Regions from separate parts of the Bos taurus genome. Here region 1 is linked to region 2. Evidence: chromatin contacts called from public Hi-C data. All regions are on one chromosome and are shown on one strand. Each heading gives the region's core, a stretch centred on a gene start, on an enhancer-like site or on the middle of the called end of the contact. The rest is flanking DNA. Distances are from core to core; before and after follow the strand shown.

The links. Hi-C and Micro-C count contacts between places; a contact is called where the count stands out from the background.
Region 1: a contact with region 2 is called in a Hi-C map of liver, with 1.8 times the contacts expected there. The contact joins the enhancer-like site here to the promoter of PAPSS2 in region 2. A contact is called at or near these places in 2 of 11 Hi-C or Micro-C datasets (liver and skeletal muscle).

Annotation. Positions count from the first base shown.
Region 1 is chr26:9,301,217-9,305,203 of ARS-UCD2.0, forward strand. The region is part of intron 1 of PAPSS2 (3'-phosphoadenosine 5'-phosphosulfate synthase 2); the gene reads left to right. Among named protein-coding and RNA genes, the nearest start is that of PAPSS2, 45 kb to the left of the region's middle. Within about 2 kb of position 2,190, at least 43 of the 102 cell types and tissues checked have an H3K27ac peak or open chromatin away from gene starts, as enhancers often do. A contact at or near this core is called in liver, where this site is marked.
Region 2 is chr26:9,255,939-9,260,128 of ARS-UCD2.0, forward strand. PAPSS2 (3'-phosphoadenosine 5'-phosphosulfate synthase 2) reads left to right here and starts at 2,702. Exons shown (of 12, transcript NM_001076075.2): 1 at 2,702-2,823. The coding sequence starts at 2,797.

The DNA.
Region 1 (3,987 bases), core at 940-3,439, 45 kb after region 2:
AGTTTATCTGTTAGAGTGCAGTGTACTTTATTAAGTATTTTAGGGAGACGTCTCAAATATTTAGTTTCTTAATTTGATTTTGTCTGGTTATTGTTGGTTGTAATGTACCTTGTAACTCAGGTACACAGGTCTGTTAGCCTTCAAGCATCAAACCATTTAGTTTTACCATTTTCTGGTTGAGAAATCCTTTATATTTAAAAATATTTTTATCTCAAAGTTCAATGTAGAAAAATCAGAATGTAAAGATAAGAAGAAATATAATTACTTAGAATTACCTGACCCTCAATGAAAGAGACAGAAAAGACATGAGTTCAATCCCTAGATTGGGTAGATCCCCTGGAGTAGGAACCAGCAACCCACTCCAATATTTTTGCCTGGAAAAATTCCACAGACAGAGGAGCTTTGCAGGCTATAGACCATGGAGTCACAAAGAGTTAGACATGACTGAGCACAACAGAATTTGACAATTACTCTTAGCATGTCCAGATATTTTTCTTTGTAGCCCTCTACATATAGATACATATATTTTATTTTTTTCCTTAAAATGTTCATATTTATTTTTTTAAAATTTTTATGCAAAAGAGACACACAAATATGATAAGTAACTTACCATGTGAAAAAAAATATATATTCTTACTAGTAACTAAATAGGTACAAAGTAATCTGGCGGGGGGGATATTAAAATGCAAACATAACAAATCAGTTGGAATATTTAAAAACAAATATACCATGTAGCCTGGCAACTTGACTTTATCTTACTAAAAAATGAACTGGAAGTACATAATGAGACTTATGAAATAGTTCACAACTCTTCATACTCAGTTGCTTCACTTTGGGTTATAGACCCAAAGGAAATACTCTGAAAGGAAAGAAACATAAATAAGTATCTGTGATTGTAAAACATCTGAAGCTACTCAGGTTAAGTAATGACAATGGTGTAAAAATAATCTTGTGATTCTTTACATTTTTTATGTAGTATCAAAAGCCATAATGGACATGATCTCATTTAGTCCTCATTGAAGAAGCTGTGCAGAGAAGGAAATGGCAACCCACCCCAGTATTCTTGACCGGGGAATCCCATGGAGAGAGGATCCTGGTGGGCTGCAGTCCATAGGGTCGCACAGAGTTGGACATGACTGAAGCGACTTAGCATGCATGCATGCATTGGAGAAGGAAATGGCAGCCCACTCCAGTATTCTTGCCTGGAGAATCCCAGGGACAGAGGAGCCTGGTGGGCTGCCGTCTATGGGGTCGCATAGAGTTGGACACGAGTGAAGCAACTTAGCAGCAGCAGCAGCAGCAGCAGAAGAAGGTTTGACACGGAGGTCACACAGCTGGGACCTGGAAACTAGGGAGTTCTGTCTGGGCAGAGTAAGACCTACACTGAGAGTTGGAAAGCCTGGCAGTGTGTCTTGCGCCTTCCAGGTGTGGGACTTCAGTTAGTAGTTTGATGATCTGTAAATGGGTCACAACGCACAGCCTCCACAGCTCCCAGGCTTTGAGCAATGAGTAAGATAATGCCTAGGAATGCTCCTACTGTGAGCCTGAGAGGGCAGTTACTGAGATCACTGCTTTCGGCACCTGAATCTTTAAATGAATCTTCAGACTGCACATTGAAGTCAGAGAGGTTTGGAGCACTTTTAATAGCAAGAGAGCAATGAAACCATAGCCCAGTAGCTGTGAGGGCCAAGTTCAAAGGCGACAGTGGTGTTGTCTTCAGAGAAGTTAAGTGGATTTGTGTGAACTGTGTGGGAGGCAGGAGGGTGTAGAGAGAATTCAAATCCAGTTACTTGTTTTTGACTGAAAACATTAGGCACATGCCAAAAAACCTTTGAGCATTGAGAAACTCAGAACCTGGCATGTGGTTTCCAGCTTCCTCATTCCTCCAGCGTCCTCTCTTGCATAATCCTGCTCACTGTGACACAGGCTGCAACTTGGCTCCCAGGATGCCCTGCCCTCCATCAGTCATCTGAAGTCCTTTCCCCATGTAGCTACTTTTCTTCCAGTCACGAAAAACCAGGGCTGAGGCAGTCTGCCATGACCCAGAACCCCGAATTCCAGACACTCCCTACTTATTTCCCTTTCGGCATTGCCAATGGGAGTGAGGAGTGGACCTGGCAGAGACACACTCTGCAACCCTGGGCTGGGAGATAAAGTCCCAACTCGATAGCTCATGAGGCTGACTGGGGCAAAGGCCATTTTCGTGCTGATGACGAAGGTTTCATGACTGAAACTGACGCGTGTCAGAGCGACATATTACAGGCTGGGCTTTGGGTCAGAGAAAATGGTAACTGGAATAGCAGCAACATCCTCGTGTGTGTGTGTGTGAGTGATGTTTCAGCCCTACAAAGTGTTCTCCTAGCCATTGTCTGACTTGATCAAGAGCCCCACAATCCCTAGACTTCACTTAGAGTGGACATAAGCCTTAGAACACTCCTAAATCTGGTAACTTCAGCCTCTACCATGCTGTGTCCATAGTAGATTAATGCCACTTTGCTTCACCAGCCTCAACATCTCACCGTGTCCTATGCTTTCTTTGGTACTTTATATAGACAATTATTTAATCCTTTCAGCAGCCCTACAAGTAAACTATTCTTAGCCCCATTTTACAGTACAGGAAATGGAGGTTCAACAATGTTCATCATTGGCCCAGGCTCACTGAGCAAGTAGGTTATGAAGAGGGTTTCAAACCCATATTTGCTTGACTCCAAAATCCATTCTCTGTGACTCCTGTTCATGCTGGAGGGTATTTTTCTGTGTCAGTGACCTGAAAGAAGGTAGGGATTTTTGCCCTTTTTTTTCCCCCTTAGGGATCCAGAATAGAAGTATGTCACCAACTTTGTGGTTTCTGGACCACTTCCTGCTAAGTGACAGTGTTAGACGAGTTGCAGGGCAGAGGGAAGCAAGCATTTTTTTCTTTAACATGTGCTTTGCTTTCCGTAGACAGAATCCTTTTTCTGGCAGCCACTTTCTTTCCAAAGCTTAGAACACCATATGCTTTCAAGAAGGGAGGAAACGTTTCATTCAAGGAAAAATTTTCAGCTGCCCTGCCCCTCTGCAGTTCAAATAGTCTTCAAAACATCTGTTTCTATTTTATTTGTTTGTCTTTTGGAGAAAATCAAGAGTAAATTTGAGGTTAATAAGAAGCAAGATATCTTCCTCCTGAAACAAACGACCCCCCCACCCCACCCCCCGCCACCCCTGCTCCCAGTACCTGGCAATCTGAAGATTTTGTTTGTTTGAAACATTGTTGGAGTAATAGAAAATCTGGACAAACACCCATGATTCAGATGCAGTTAATAAGAACCATAAATTCAGAGATTAACTATTAAATACCATAAGAGAACAGGTCCCTTCCAGTGGACTCTGATGTTTTTGAAAACCAAGCACTTGTTGGGGAAGCAATTAACAAGATCATAACAAAGTTTCCACAGAAAACTAACATAGCCTGGAGTTTATTCTGGATCTCAGCCTGTAGGGAGAGGGAACCACTAAAAGACAGAAATTAAAAAAAAAATCTCTGTGGGCAAACTAAGCTCTGGTGGGCATTCACGTGCCTAGGTGGACAGGAGCCCTTTAGGTCAAACATATTGTGATGGGATCAGAGCCCTCTTCTACAAATGCAGCAGAGTTGAACAATATTATTCCACCATCTGACTCTCTGACTCTCATTAGGTATTTTCTTATTTGGTTACTTGAAAAAAAAAAAAAAGGGGCTGTTTTTTTGAATGTCCCTGGCAGCCCATTGGTGAGACTCCATCTTCCGGTACAGGGGGTGTGGGTTTGACAGCTGGACTGGAAGCTAGGATCCATGCGTCATGGCCAAATAACCAAAACAGAAAAAAAAAAAAAAAAAACAGAAGCAATACTGTAGCAAATTCAATAAAGGCTTTAAAAAAGGTCCATATTTAAAAAAAAATCTTTAAAATGGCTCATTTTTGCATGTGGTAAAATTTACATGTAACGAAATACCCGTCTTAAGAGTAC
Region 2 (4,190 bases), core at 1,452-3,951:
CTGGTCCAGATGACTAGACAAATCCCAATCCTGCCTTCCTTCCCTGAATGAGTCTTCTCCAGTTCTGATGTGCTAGAGTCACAGATTCCAAAACTTAAGTGCTAGTTGCTCATATCTTTGTGAAGCAGTGTCCTCTCCCAGAAGAAAGAGCATAGTAAGATGAAAAAGAATTCCAAACATCACCATTAAAAGAAAGACCTTGGAAAAATAAAAAAGAATGATTATTTTACTTTTCAATGGGTTGTCAGGCTGAATTACAACTACACTGATGATCTGTGAAGTGAAAGGATCTTAATGCAGTTTGGGTCCAAGGGAGCTGAGGCATCCTATTTCCACAAGTCTTTGGAAGCAATGAAAGAATATCTGTTCCAAAGTACTCTGAGAATTAAATAAATCTGAAACAAGATAAAACAGTCCAGTTTATAATTATCATGCGGGCTTTGAAATAATTGACCTAGAGGCTAAGTGATTCACTGCATCTGGGGAGCCAAGTGACCGAGATTTGAGACTGAGCACGGCCCCTGATGGTGACCAGACAGCTCACCTTTCCTCTCTCAGCATGGAGAGGGAAACTGGACAAATGATCTCAAAACCTCCCCCGGGTCTAAACAATCACATATTCCTTTTCCGGGAAGTTACCCTTACAGTTACACTTGACTTCCTTCTGTTTCAGCTTAAAAAAAAAAAAAAAATTTATTTATTGGCTGTGCTGGGTTTTGGCTGCTGTGCAGGCTTTCTCTAGTTGTAGCGAGCAGGAGTTATTCCCTAGTTGTGGTGCCAGGGCTTCTCAATGCAGTGGCATCTCTTGTTGCAGAACACAGGCTCTAGAGCCCATGGGCTTTAGCTCTAGAGAGTGGGCTCAGTAGGCATGGTGCACAGGCTTAGTTGCCCCTCAGCACATGGAATCTTCCCAGACTATGGATTGAACCCATGTCTCCCGCATTGGCAGGTGGATTCTTAACCACTGGACCACCGTGGAAGTGCTGTTTCAGCTTTGAAAGACGTAATATGAAATAAACCAAACATAAAAATTGCTATTTCTCTATCCAAACTTAGTTTTCTTTTAGGGCAGGATCTGGCAGAGTTCAAAATACGGTTGGAACTGATACCAAAGGATTTTTTCAATAAAATTAGAATGAGATGTTACAGTTTAAACCCCATAAAATCCAAACATGCTAGCTCGTGTGCAGAACAGAAACTCAAACCCAGCATTTGCCCTCCAGTTGCTCACAGTTGAAGGGAGTGGTGGCAGCTTACTCTAAATGAGTAAGAAAATAAATATACTGATATTTCAAGACTGGACAAACATACGAGTTCCCATTTAGGTTTCTGACTCCTGATTTATTTTCCCACTTCCCCATGGAGAAGGGCAGTCAATGAACGAATACTCAGATCTTCAGTGTCTGTCTGGAAAGCTGGCAGTCTTCCAGAAGTACAATTGGATATGAAAGCAAAGTTCCAGTCCTCACCTCCTTAGGCCATCACTTCAAGCTTTTGACAGAAGGAAGACCAAAGTTGGAATGGGCAGTGTGGCCCTCATTGATCTGTTTGTCACATTGTGCACAGACTTAAGGTACAAAGGGTTGGCCTTGGGACTGCCCTCAAGGTGTTGTCCCTAATCCTAGCTTCTTCCTTCCTTTTGACTGTCCCAGATATTTGAGTTAAAAGAGCTGCCCTCTGATAAAACTTTAAAGCCCTAGGATGTAGTCCATAAGCCAAGACAACTGGGCCTTCTCCTACTTTTCCTCCTCAGGGCCCTTCCTGGTTGCTGACCACAGGGAAGTACTATAAGAAAAGGTTTGGAACAGGGATTGAAACAAGCCGCTGGGCTACTATTTACCACTTTCAGGGGCTGGGCTTGCTTACTCAACTTGGTAAATAGGAGCAGCGCTTCAGCCCGCCCATCTGCAGCAGGAGGAAAATATTGTGGGCTCCAAAGGAGTGATTGCATGTAGACCCCTCAGTCCCAGGCCTGGCGCAGAAGATGCAGGCCGGCCTTGCCCGTCGACATTTCTTCATCAGCGTCATCGATGATGATGCTGGTGCAGAAAGACTTAACAGTGGAGGCTGACCTGGGCCTGGGCGTGAATCCCCTCACTTGGAATATCATCTTGAGAAAGCCTGAAAGCCTCCACTACTTCATGGGAGAAGGCAGGATTCGATGCCTGGGGGGAGGGGTGCAGGAGGCTTAAGGCAAAGGTCAGCGGAGCGCAGAGTGAGGACGAGAAAATGTTAACTCTCGCTGTGATTACTGCCCAGGAAGACGAGCTGGGGCAGCGGTGCCCACGGAGGACCCTGACGACCAGCTTGGCGGTTTCAAGCAGGTCCCAGAGGCAGGAAGCCTTCCTTGAGAGGCGCACGGGTGGGGTGAGAGGTGAGGGGACGCTCAGGCACCCGCTGGGAGTGGGAACTGGGAGAAGTGAACTTGACCTCCGACTACGCGCGGGGCGTGTCTGTCCGCGCCTTCGGCTGCAAGGTCCTGCCTCCAACCTCGGCGGGCCCAGCGGAGCCGCTCCCGGGAGTCGGGGGCTGGGCCCGGGACCCCGCCCAGGCGGCGGCAGGGTACCCTGGGCTGGGCGCTGCTGGCCCAGCCGACGGGGCGGAGAGGAGCGCGGCGGGAGGAGGAGGAGGAGGGGGCTGGTCAAGGGAAGTGCGACGTGTCTGTGGAGCCTTTTTATACCTCCTTCCCCCGGAGTCCGGCAGCCGCCGCCGCCGCCACCCGAGCGTCCTAGAGCCTCCGCTCCAGGGGCTGGGCTCCGAGTTCCAGCGCGCCGGGCACCGCCGTAGCCAGCCAGCATGTCCGAGGTTAAGAAGCAGAAGACGGTAGGCTGCCAGTCGTCTGCCTTCCTCCTCCGCTCTCGGCCCCGGACGCTCGGATCCCATCCTCCCCGGGAGGAGGCGAGCAGCCCCGGCGCGGAGGCTGGGGCGCGGGGAGGAGGAAGGGGTGGAGGGAAGCAGGAGGGAGAGGCTGAGCCGGGATTCCCGGGGCAGCCCTCGCGGGGCAGTCCCTCCCCGCCCCGCGCCGCAGGGAACCTGCGCCCGGTGGGGTCTTCACGACCGAGCTAGACCTCCGGAGCCGGAGACATGGGTCCCCATCCAGAGAAAGGTCCAGAGGTGGGAAATTTCCTTTCTTCCCCCGAGAACTTTTTCTAGACCCGTCTTTTCTTTTGAATGAACTCCGCACGGGTCCACGCGGTGGGGGTTGAGGGACTGAGGGGACCCCGGTACTGCCAGGTCTGGACGCTGGCGACACGTCAGGGACAGTCATTGGGGTTTTGTCCACGGAACCTCCTTGGAGTGGACTTGAGTGACAGACGTTCATAAAGGGAGAAGGCAATGGCACCCACTCCAGTACTCTTGCCTGGAAAATCCCATAGGCGGAGGAGCCTGGTGAGCTGCAGTCCATGGGGTCGCTGAGGCTCGGACACGACTGAGCAACTTCACTTTCACGCATTGGAGAAGGAAATGGCAACCCACTCCAGTGTTCTTGCCTGGCGAATCCCAGGGACTGGGGAGCCTGGTGGGCTGCCGTCTATGGGGTCGAACAGAGTCGGACACGACTGAAGCGATTTAGCAGTAGCAGCAGCAGTACGAGGGAGGGAAATTGCCTTTCTACATACTGGCAGGGTTCTAGTTCCTTGTTGGGATCGGATGGCACCTTAAGTTCAGCCATGGGAGGTGGGGTGGCGTGGGGGGCTCCTCAGCTTGGGGGAGTGAAATGAGCGGACTGTTTTGAGGAGGTTCAGTTTTATCCACAATGAATCCGGGCCATCCCCATTTGTAGGTAGGAAATAGAAGGTTGTTGAAAAATGCCATTCCCACTTAGTGATAGGGGCTCCTGTAAATTCTACATCCTTAAAAATGGCAGCGATGATCACAGACTCTTTTAAAGTTGGAAAGAGCCTCGTATAGACAGCACTGGGGCCACACCAGGGGTGGTGTGCAAGCCAGCCTCTGATGGCTGAACACTCATCTTTTTTTAACTACCAGACTGAAAGCCTCAGGTGATTATGGAGATCAGGGAAGGGGCTGACCTCTCTCAAACAGATTTGTGCTCGGCACATAGTAGGTGGTCAATAAATGTTTTATTACTATTATGTAATACTTAATCACTGAAATCTCTTTGAGGTGTTTTTGTGGCAGAAGAGATGAAAAAACGTAAATTGGGGAAGGGGAGTGGAGGGGGCACA